Linked DNA regions of Hordeum vulgare: all the other regions are linked to region 2. Evidence: chromatin contacts called from public Hi-C data. All regions are on one chromosome and are shown on one strand. The core of a region is the stretch at or near the end of the contact, and the rest is flanking DNA. Distances in the headings are between cores, read along the strand shown.

Region 1 (2,700 bases), core at 138-2,637, 590 kb after region 2:
CTTAAAAACTGCTTTAAACATTTACTCTTTTAATTAGCTTTTAGCCTTTCAAAATAGAAATTCATAAAAAAAAACTGAACCAAACACATCCTAATTCATCGAAAGCTTACAACGCGAGGGACATTGGGATTCTGCCATTTTCTTTATTGGATCATGTTTTACAATTGAGAATGAGCAGTTAAAATTAGTGGTCCAGTGACCCAGAGAACCACAACCACGTCTATACATGACCAAGCTAGAGGAGAGTACAACAAGTTGTGCAAGCAAGATCACGACTTCACGAGGAGGGCACGCATGAGGCAGACACGAGAGCGCGCACGGAGTGTCCATGCACGTCGCCGGCTGGCTTCGGTCGTCGCCGCGGAGCCTTGCGCACGCCGACAGCCGGTCGCCTGGTTCAAGTGGTCCTGGATCCTCGCTACTGCGCCTGCGCCTGCGGGTTGTGCAGCTCCACCGCGCACTGCGACTTGAAGAGCGGCGCCAGGGACGCCGGCTCCGGGACCGGCGACGGCATCGCCGGGTGCCGCCACACCCCGCCCCCGTTGGAGGCAAGCGTCGGCGTCGGCGCCGGCATGGCCGGGTGCCGCCACCCGCCGCTGAGCGCCGGCGTCGTGGCCGTCTCATCTGCACCGTTGCTGACACCATACCCGCCGCGCCGGATCGGGCTCAGGATGCCGTCAGCATCCCCGCCGCTCCTGGTCTCCGCCTGCGCGGCCTCCCTCCTGCTCCCGGCCTGGTCCGCCTCCCACGCCGGCGCCGGGGACGTGACGAGCGGCGACAGGAGCGGTATCGGCGTCCTCCCGTCGCCCCACGCGGCGGCGGAAGGCTGGGCCGCGCCCGGGCCCGCCTGCTCGAGCTGCAGCGACGCGGGCGCCTTCTTCTGGAGCCTGCTCGGCGGGCGCTTCTTGCCGCCAAACACCTCGCCGGTGCCGGGCGACAGCTTCATCTCCATGGATCGGCGCGTACGTGGACTCAGCTGACCCGCGATCGCGCTCTTCTTTCTCTCTCTGCAATCTCGTGATGCGCGCATGCGGGGGGCGCGTGGAGGGTTATAAAAGGGCGGCGCGTGACGAGGGGGCGGCCGGGTTTGGAGGAGGCGCGCGCGTGGACGGTGGAGAGAGATCGGTGCGTTTCGGTGGTTCCTTCCTTCCTTCCTTTTAAGTTTTAACCGCAGCTGCTTCCGATTCTCAGCCGAAGATGTGTGCGGTGCAACGGGTGGCCGTTGTGGATGAGCTGTTTCAGCCGTCCGATCGTCTTGAGACGTTGAAAATATCAGTGATCTGGTTTTGAGTGTTACTAGCAAATAGAGCTGGGCATTCGGTTAATATTGTTAATAAGGTTCAGTTTATTCGGTTTTTTATAATTTCGGTTTTAAAGAAATGGCCACGGAAGTAATCACATATGGAGTAGAAATTAGCCTTCAAACCATATTAACCAAAATGTATCGGTTCAGTTTATTCGGTTAACCGAAGAACTGATGTGCATGCACCCATCAGTCTAAAAGCCCCTACTCATGTGCACAAAATAAAAAAAATCAAAAGAGTTAGCAATCTTTTTTTCTTTTTCTTTTTTGATATGAAAGAGTTAACAAGATCTTCCATCCAGGTGCAACCAGAAAATCAGAAAATCGAAAGTGAACTAACCCCTCTGTCTAACCCGTGCGTCCTTCTCCGGTGGCCACTCCGGCCCGACCACCAAAATCAATGGCGGTGGTTATTCCGATCACGGCGGCCGGTAGTTTCCACATGCTTCCTCGACATGGCGCCATCGGATCTCAACTTTGACCTTGAAAGGCTTTTAAATAATACATCAAGAAGCAATGCAGATCATCAGTCAATGCTGCGGATTCACCTCATTCTAGCATCTTTATCCTTGTGGTGAATTTCACTAGCTCGAAGATCAAGCTCAAGCTAGACTTCGTGGGGCTCATCATCCAAGCCTGCTTTGGGGGTTCCGCCAAACATTTTAAAGTATCACATTGTATAAGTTTTGCGTTTCATCACCGGAAGTAGGTTTTGAAATAATTAGGGGAGGAAATCTCTCTACTAATCTAGTCTGTATGGTCCTGTTGTGTGTGTGGGGGGGGGGGGGGTGGAGATGAAGAGCTTAGAAATCTCTATCTCCGATATCAAAGATCAGCTGGAACTGGTTGTACGGTGGTGTCCAATTCACGCCCTTGTCGTTCATATGCTGAAGCTATGCAAGAACCTCGTTTACTCTCATTCTGATTTGCAAATCTGGACGTAGTTTGTCAAATAATTGAAAATCGATCTCGTCTCCCATTAATTCCTCCCAGGTTCAATCAAGGGGTACTGTTAATTCCATCCTAACTGCGCCTAATAACATCGCTTCAGGGAAGGTGGGATCTCTACAAATTCAAAGCTTGCGCCATAAAACATCTCGGAGCCCAGCCATTTTTGTGTGCGTTGCCTAATGGTAAGCCATCTTTAAAAAAAAGGAGGATTATCCCCCGACCTCTACATCAATTGATACATGCACCCATTTTATTAATTAAGAAAGTAACCAAGGTCTTGAGTTCTCCAATACAACGCAAAATAAGATAGAAACCGCTCACAAACGGAATAAAACTGCCACATCCGGCGAATTGAAACAAACACACTATGATGCATATACATCTAGTCTATTAGTAGCTCGCCATTCAAACCGGCTGAAGATAGCCCGTGCGACCGTCTCCCACCG
Region 2 (2,700 bases), core at 119-2,618:
GGGCATGCTAGTTTGATGTCTTATGTATGTATTCTAGCTTATGAGAACCCAGAACAACATGTCTGGAGTATGTCATAGAAATATTTATTATAATAATAATACATTGATGTATTTATGCAAACCTTTCTCTGCTGAATCTCAGCCTCCTTTGCATCCAAAAATTGCTGGGGCACACCACTGGCATTCTGCTGCGCACTTAGAAGGAGGCTCCACAGCTCCCTCATGAACTTTATTGTATTCTTCTCCATGAACCCCGTCAGCTGGATCTGTATGTACTTCCCGTCCACCTCCTGCAAAACAAACAAAAACCTTGTAAAGCTCCTAAGCTCCTACTATTTGGCGGTTAACTTTTACAGGTACAACACATACTTGTTTCACAAGTTCACAAGAAGTTTCAGTAAACTAATCCAATTGGTATTTTGCTAATCCAGTTGGTATTTTGCAAATTGGAAAATGTTGTGGTTTAGCTCCACAAGGTGGCTGTGATTACCTGTCTTACACTATCCAAACAAACCTATGAGAGACTTTGATAGTTCCCGAATTACATGTGCATAATTTCAGTTTTCATTCCTGACTCCTGAGCTACACGATGAAGATAGTTTGGTTCTTTGCTTACAATCTTAAAGCTGAATGGACCAAATCCAATATATCCAGAGATGCTTTACATGAATCGAATGGAGAGTTCAGTTTTCAATTAATAGGCATATCTCAATAAAAAAAAACATCTGTGTTTGTTCAACGAGAAACAAGCATATGTTAAAGAAGTTTATCTTCAAAAAACACACCTTCGCATCGAGCAGGCCGTAGATGAAGTTGATAAGCACTTCGTCCTCGAACCCAAGAAGCTCAGTGACCCGTGTGGCAATCCACGGCTTCATCACGTCCATCTTCACCTTTGACATGTCCACCTAACCCAAGGAAAGAAACAAATTAGCGTTTACCTTGAACCCACGGCAGATACTCCCCTTCTGGACGCTCATCGGCTAGAACCCGATGGAGGCATAGGGCGAGAACGAAAAAGCTAACCTGATGGTCAAGCTCAGACGCGAACTTCTGTGTCTTCAGCAACTTGGCATGCTTGTTGGAGAATCTGGTATCCTGGTCGGCCGACGTCCCCTGATAAAAACACGGCGAGTCAGCGCAGCTGTCACAGATCGGACGAACCGGAAAAAACGAAGCGAGATTGGCGAACTAAATCAATGCGGGGAACCGTGTCCGCTTACCCGGAAGAAGCCTCCTGACATCTTCACAGACGGGCGGCGGCCGCCGGCTTGGGGGGGGAGGATGCCGAGGAGGGATGGCTAGGGTTGGTGCCTTGGGAAGACGACGACGAGTTGGGGATGCAGGGGAGAAGAAGAGGCCGCAGGAAGAGCTATAGACAATAGCCCGATCCAAAACAGTCTCCCTGTCTCAGCTGCCTGGGCCGAGCCCACAGGTCTGTGGGCTTTCGAGTCTGTTCACTCGTAGTACGATGTTCATCACGATTGAAGGAGCAAAATTACTTCCATGTCGTTAGGGTTTTGTTCCTATCGTCCTTCCCTCTCGGCAAATTCCGGTTCTTCCTAACTCGTGATCAGTCAGTCCTAATAGATGACGGTTAGTAAAAAAAAATTGACCGGCTACTATAGGGAAACACCCCACAGATGGTTAGCATTTTCAACGGTGACTCTGAGGCGATCCAGGTCTTCACGTCGCCGTCTCCCATTTTCTCATCGCTGCCGCCGGCAAACCCCTCCGTTCAAATCCAGTTTCATCCAATCCCTAGCCAACAATCATCCCCCGCCCCCCAAGTTAGGTCTCCCGCATGTGTCTAGGGCACGCGGCTGTAAAACTCCCAAAATCCTAGTTTCGTGTTCTGGTTTCTAGTTTGTGGTTTTCGTTTCGGGTGCCACATGGCGTAATAATAATTTCCGAGTTTAAGGGTATATTCGTGAAAGGCTCGACAGAGCGGTGGCTACTCCTCAATGGTGGAATAGGTTCCCTCGTTACAAGTGGTCAATGGTGGAATAGGTTCCCTCGTTACAAGTGGTCAATGGTGATCCACAACATTCTAATCATAGACCCATTGTTTTGGACTTGGAGGGTGGCACACCTATTGAAAGGACGTGGATGTCGCTAGAGGGGGTGAATAGGCGCTTTAAAATATTTACGGTTTAGGCTTGAACAAATGCGAAATAAAACTAATATTTAATTTGTCAATCACAAAACCTAAAACAACTAGGCTCACTTATGTGCACCAACAACTTATGCTAAGCAAGATAAAAAAACTAAGTTATAGCAAGATATATTACAAGAAAGAATATGGCAATCACAAAGTAAAGTGCATAAGTAAAGGGCTCGGGTAAGAGATAACCGAGGCATGTGGAGACGACGATGTATCCCGAAGTTCACACCCTTGCGGATGCTAATCTTCGTTTGGAGCAGTGTGGGGGCACGATGCTCCCCAAGATGCCACTAAGGCCACCATAATCTCCTCACGCCCTCGCACAATGCGAGATGTCGTGAATCCACTAATGGACCCTTGAGGGCGGTCACCGAACCTTTACAACACAAGGTTGGAGCAATCTCCACAACTTAATTAGAGGATCCCAACAACACCACGAAGCTCCATCACAATGAAATATGGCTTCGAGGTAACCACAAATGCTTGGGGCAATCTTCACAACCTAATTGGAGACCCCCGACGCTTGTCCGGAGCTT
Region 3 (2,700 bases), core at 109-2,608, 690 kb after region 2:
CACGGAAACGCTGTGTTCCAGAACGCAGCTGCGTGCGCCTCTGTCGCATGTCCCGTTGGCGTGGGCTGTGCTCGTGGCGGTGGCAGCGCAGCACGAGCGCGCTCCTCCTCCTCCATCTCCCATTGTTCCTCCTCCGCCTTCTTCTCCACGTCATCTGTCGACGGCCTTCGGCGCGCTCCACCGACAGGTGCTGCGACCTCCAGTGTAGGAGGTAGGCTTCCTCCTGCTCTGGTGTCGCACCCAACCAGATGGGTGGCGCACTGACCCACTCGCGGAGGCAGCCGGTCAACTAGTAGACCTCCCGCTGCGGCTCCGTGGGTTCGGTCTTGGCGGAGGTGGCACGACGCAGTCGGCGGCGGCGGACAGCGCGATGGCCTCCGCGAGCCGCGCCTCGCATGTCGCCTCCTCCTCTTCGGCCTTGCGTCGCTCTTCCTCCTCGCTCTCGAAGAGAACGACTGCCAGCGCTGCCTGATAGGCGGCCTCTGCCTCCTGGTCCTCCTAGATAACGACGAGCGAGGGGAGCGGAGGGCCTCCTGGCTGCACGCCGCGCCGGCGTTGCCCCTCGTGCTCGACTGCGAACCAGAGCTCCTAGTGGGGAGAGTCGGCCGCGTAGACAGGGTTGAGCCTCTTCTCCGGCGTCAGCAGACACCGGCGGCGACAACCTCCTACGCGTGTATCCGCGCCGATCGCGGCACGGCCGGCACCGGGATCCTCTCCGGATCCAGATGCCAGTGGTGCGGGGGGTGACATCAGGGTACGGCAGGGGGACGCCGTGCTCCCAGTGCCACCACGCTTGGTCTACCGGGAGGCTAACACGCTCGCGAGGCCGGCGGGGAGATCGCGCGGGGGTAGACGAGGGCCTTGTCCTTGTTTTGGAAGGAGCCCGCCATGGCAAGCGGTGCTAGGGTTTGGTTGCCGACGAGGTGGCGAGATGGGGACAGGTGGGTTTTCGAAGCACATGAGGTCGAACCTACCACACGTTCGGATTAAAAAAGGCCGACCGCGGCCGCTGACGCGTGTGCCCGTGAAGGGTGGCCGTCATAAATTAAATTGAGTACCGGTGGTTGGGGCGGACAGCGAGAGGGCGCGCGCGTCCGCTTCGATTCCACGCCGACGCATTTCAGTCTCAAATTTGGACCGGAAATGGATCGGCACATACGCATTTTGACAGTGGACTCGCGCGTTGAACCATCAGTTTTATCCACACATATCTAAACAAACAGCGATGGATGAAATGGATCGTTTCGTAAAAATTGCTCTTATAAGAGAAGGACTCTTTTTTGCTAGTAATATCTGAAACTCTTGACCGGACCGGGCAGATCCGCGGAGGCTCGTCGCTCGTTTTCCCGCCCATGACGCGGAGGTGGTCACCGCCTCTCCCGCACGATCCTGTCCCCACCCTCTCTTATCCCCTTCACCCTCTGGACCAAGAGCGCCCACCCTCCCGCTTCTCCCCGACCGTACGGCCGCACCTCACCACCGCGCTCCCTGCCCCGCAATGCATGCCACACTAGCCACCGCCATCACCTCCATCGGCACTACCAAGAGCTAGCCAGCCAGCGAACACGAGGCGCATTCGCCGCTTACCTAGGGATGTCGTCGTGCCTCGCGCCGCAGTTCAAGTGGCTCCCTTCCACCCGCGCGGTGGTCCCGAGGGAGCCCGGCGGCGGCGGCTGCGCGGCAGGCGGGAGCTGCCGGCCAGGGAGGGTCCAGTGCGCGCTGTCCTCCGCGGCCGTCGTCGAGGCGGAGCGCCTGGAGTCCTTGGCCGCCGAGGCGAGGCGCCTGGTGTACCACGGAGCCGTCGACGCCGGGCTTCCTCCCCCTTCGGATAACGCGAGCCTCCCGGTAATGTCTGCTCACGTCACGTGTTCGGTGCTGTTGCTCCGACGGCCGTGCTTGTCCGCAACTCGCGATAACTGAACTGTATTATACGTATTTCCATTTCCATCGGGGAGATTGGTTTGGAGTGGGCTATGCTGAAATATGTCTGTCCTCGTCCCTTTCTTGCATTGGATGTTGGAAGCAGGGGGACTTCGGGGAGGCGCTTCTCAACCAAGAAGCGGTGGTGACGGCTGCGGCCGCGGAAGCCGTGGCTTTAGCGCGAGCGGCCGCGGAGGTCGCCCGAGAAGTTGCCCGGATGGTGCAAACGGACGACCGTCCAGACGTCGGCGACAGCCATGACGTGGTGGAGGACAGCTACTTGACAAGGGAGGTCCTTCGCACCGAGGTGCGGCCGGGGTCTCGGTATGCTGACGCCCGTTTGCTGGACGACACGGGGTTCGTCAGCATCTTCAGCGACGAATCCGAGTCGGACGACGACGAGCAGGGCGCACGGGGCGTGGCTGTCAAGTCGGCACGTCAGCCCGAGAGAAAAGCTCGGAGAGTGAGGGCGGCGATGAAGGCGGCTAAATCTTTCAGTGATCGGAGGCCCGTTATGGCGTCCTCGAGGAAGAAGAGGGTCAAGGGCTGCCGAAATTCTCTGGGCTGCTTCTACAAGATGTCCGGACGGAAGCTTCTCACAGCGAAGCAAGAAGTTGAATTATCAGAAGGCATTCAGGTAACAAAGACTAAAACAATGCCAAGGACATGTGTGATTTCTTCATGCTGTACAAACATACTCCTGTTTACAGAGGGAGTACCAAATAATGATGTCCTGTTGCTGGTATCTGACTAACTTTATCATGAACTGACGCAGGATCT
Region 4 (2,700 bases), core at 34-2,533, 910 kb after region 2:
GATCCCGTGGCTAACTCTTTAGTCACATTTCTTGCAAGATTGTTGTGATGCTATATTACCGAGTGGGCCGTGAGATACCTCTCCGTCACACAGAGTGACAAATCCCAGTCTTGATCCATGCCAACCCAACAGACACCCTCAGAGATACCTGTAGAGCACCTTTATAGTCACCCAGTTACGTTGTGACGTTTGATACACATAAGGTATTCCTCCGGTGTTAGTGAGTTGCACGATCTCATGGTCACAAGAACAAATACTTGATATGTAGAACATAATAGCAATAAACCGACACGATCATATGCTACGTTCATAGTTTGAGTCTTGTCCATCACATCATTCTCCTAATGCTGTGATCTCGTTATCAAAATACTCATGCCGATGGCAAGGAAACCTTGACCATCTTTGATCAACGAGCTAGTACTTTAGAGGCTCATTAGGGACAGTGTGTTATCTATGTATCTACACATGTATTTGAGTTTCCAATCAATACAATTTTAGCATGGACAATAAACGATTATCATGAACAAGGAAATATAATAATAACCACTTTAGTATTGCCTCTAGGGCATATTTCCAACAGATCCGACTTGGGTAGGCCACCGAAGAAGAGGGTGTCAGTGCATGGTCATGGACGGTGACGAGCTCGACCTCACATCGAGATCTTGTATGAAACAACGTGAGTAATTGTGCCTGATTTTCTTCAAGGAGTCTTCAGTGTAGGAATAATGTCATTCCCGTCCTATTCCCATTCCGTGGATGAGCTTATCACCAATGAAGGGGGGGGGGAGCTGTGTCTTCCACGGGTCTTTCGGGATCAGATAGGTTTGTGTTTATGGTGCATTCGTATGGATTCAAGCTTATCATGGTTTTTAGAGCTTATATAGGCCCCTATGGTGTTTTTCTCTTCGAGGCGTTGATTTGCTTCACAGATCGCAATTGCCGACATCTTCTAGGCAGCATTGACGATATTTCACCTGCTACTTCTACAAGTTCATGGATCAGAAGATATGCTCATGAGTCATGACCTACGATCAATGGACAAATAAAGATTTTGACACGCTCAAGATTTTTAAATGTAATTTTTTTTTATAAGGGTGTCTTCGAAAATAAAACAAATTGGTAGATTGTTTTTCGCAATCTAAAGCAGCATCAATCAAAAAGGAAAAGGGAAGCAGAATCAAAAAGAAAAATAGCCACCAACGGGAGTCTGGTGGTAGCACGCCGCCACGCAAAGGCAGGCACAGCTAAACCCCCAACAAAAACGCGAAGCGAGGGCAGAAGATAGGGAAGAAACCCTTGCCCAGCTCCAGCCTCCAGGAGAGGAAGACCTCGCCCCCTTCCCCCTCCCCCTCCCCCTCCCCCTCCTACCTAATCCGCGGCAGCCAAATGGCGCTCACCTCCCAGAGCCTCTTCTTCACCCCGTCGCCCGCCGGGCCTTCCCGGCGAGGCCGGGGGCGCCCCGTCACCATGTCCGCCGCCGCATCGCACAACTCGCAACCCCGAAACAACCCCTTCGCTGTCTCATCCTCCGCCCCCAAATCCGAATCCAAGACCTCCAAAACCGACCTGGCCCTCGGCTCCGCCATCGCCGCCGCCGCCTCCGGCGCTTTCCTCCTCGCCTCCTCTGGCGGCTTTGGCGGTGGCCCTGGGGGCCCCCTCGGCGGGGGAGGCGGATGGGGCGGCGGCGGCGGTGGTGCCGGTGCCGGTGGCGGTGGCGGCGGCGGGGGCTTCTGGTCGCGGATCTTCTCCGCCGGCGCGGCGAATGCCGACGACAAGTCGTCGGCCGACTGGGACCCGCATGGCCTCCCGGCCAACATCACCGTGCCGCTCTCGAAGCTGAGCGGGCTGAAGAGATACAAGTTATCGGAGCTCAAGTTCTTCGACCGTGCTGCGCCTGGCGGAGGTGGCGCCACCGATGCCGGGCCAGAGGATTCTTTCTTCGAGATGGTTACTCTGCAGCCAGGCGGCGTGTACACCAAGTCGCAGCTTCTGAAAGAGCTCGAGACGCTAGTCTCCTGCGGCATGTTCGAGCGGGTTGACCTAGAAGGGAAGGCCAAACCTGACGGCACCCTTGGCCTCACCGTCTCCTTCACGGAGAGCGTGTGGAGTGCAGCCAAGCAGTTCAAATGCATCAATGTTGGGCTTATGGCGCAGTCCGGCCAGGCTGACTTCGATCAGGACATGACTGAGAGGGAGAAGATGGACTACCTTCGGAAGCAGGAACGTGATTACCAGCAGCGTGTCCGCGGCGCCATGCCGTGCATTTTGCCAGAATCCGTCCGAGGGGAGGTTTTGGCAATGATGAAAAAACAGGAAAAGGTGAGTGCCAGGATGCTGCAGAAGATCAGGGACCATGTTCAGAAGTGGTACCACAATGAGGGCTTTGTATGCGCACAAGTGGTGAACTTCGGAAACCTTAACACCAGTGAGGTTGTGTGTGAGGTGGTCGAGGGGGACATAACCAAAGTGGAGTACCAGTTCCAGGATAAGCTAGGGAATTTTGTGGAAGGGAATACCCAAATTCCTATCATAGACCGGGAGCTGCCCCAGCAGGTATACTGCATACCATTATTAGCTTATAAAACAAACATGGGAGAACAATTTTATTAGTAGTACTATCTGATGTTGTACAGTCAACTAACATGTTAAAAATTAGCATCTAGTGATTTCTGTGTCATTTTATTTTGACCGGTGGAGTAA

Evidence for each region. Hi-C and Micro-C count contacts between places; a contact is called where the count stands out from the background.
Region 1: a Hi-C map of seedling shows a contact between it and region 2, with 5 times the contacts expected there. The contact joins the promoter of LOC123450637 here to the promoter of LOC123449038 in region 2. A contact is called at or near these places in 4 of 6 Hi-C or Micro-C datasets (leaf and seedling).
Region 3: a Hi-C map of leaf shows a contact between it and region 2, with 8 times the contacts expected there. The contact joins the promoter of LOC123449035 here to the promoter of LOC123449038 in region 2. A contact is called at or near these places in 2 of 6 Hi-C or Micro-C datasets (leaf and seedling).
Region 4: a contact with region 2 is called in a Hi-C map of seedling, with 4 times the contacts expected there. The contact joins the promoter of LOC123449034 here to the promoter of LOC123449038 in region 2. A contact is called at or near these places in 2 of 6 Hi-C or Micro-C datasets (leaf and seedling).

The regions. Positions count from the first base shown.
Region 1 is chr4H:479,361,412-479,364,111 of MorexV3_pseudomolecules_assembly, reverse strand. LOC123450637 reads right to left here and starts at 1,387. Exons shown (of 1, transcript XM_045127788.1): 1 at 76-1,387. The coding sequence starts at 1,030. The coding sequence ends at 419.
Region 2 is chr4H:479,947,033-479,949,732 of MorexV3_pseudomolecules_assembly, reverse strand. LOC123449038 (serine/arginine repetitive matrix protein 1) reads right to left here and starts at 1,368. Exons shown (of 12, transcript XM_045126106.1): 1 at 1,224-1,368; 2 at 1,027-1,116; 3 at 786-908; 4 at 123-290. The coding sequence starts at 1,244.
Region 3 is chr4H:479,253,444-479,256,143 of MorexV3_pseudomolecules_assembly, reverse strand. LOC123449035 (RNA polymerase sigma factor sigB-like) reads left to right here and starts at 1,358. Exons shown (of 6, transcript XM_045126101.1): 1 at 1,358-1,845; 2 at 2,024-2,557; 3 at 2,696-2,700. The coding sequence starts at 1,594.
Region 4 is chr4H:479,041,637-479,044,336 of MorexV3_pseudomolecules_assembly, reverse strand. It overlaps LOC123449034 (protein TOC75, chloroplastic), which reads left to right and starts at 1,283. Exons shown (of 7, transcript XM_045126099.1): 1 at 1,283-2,553. The coding sequence starts at 1,387.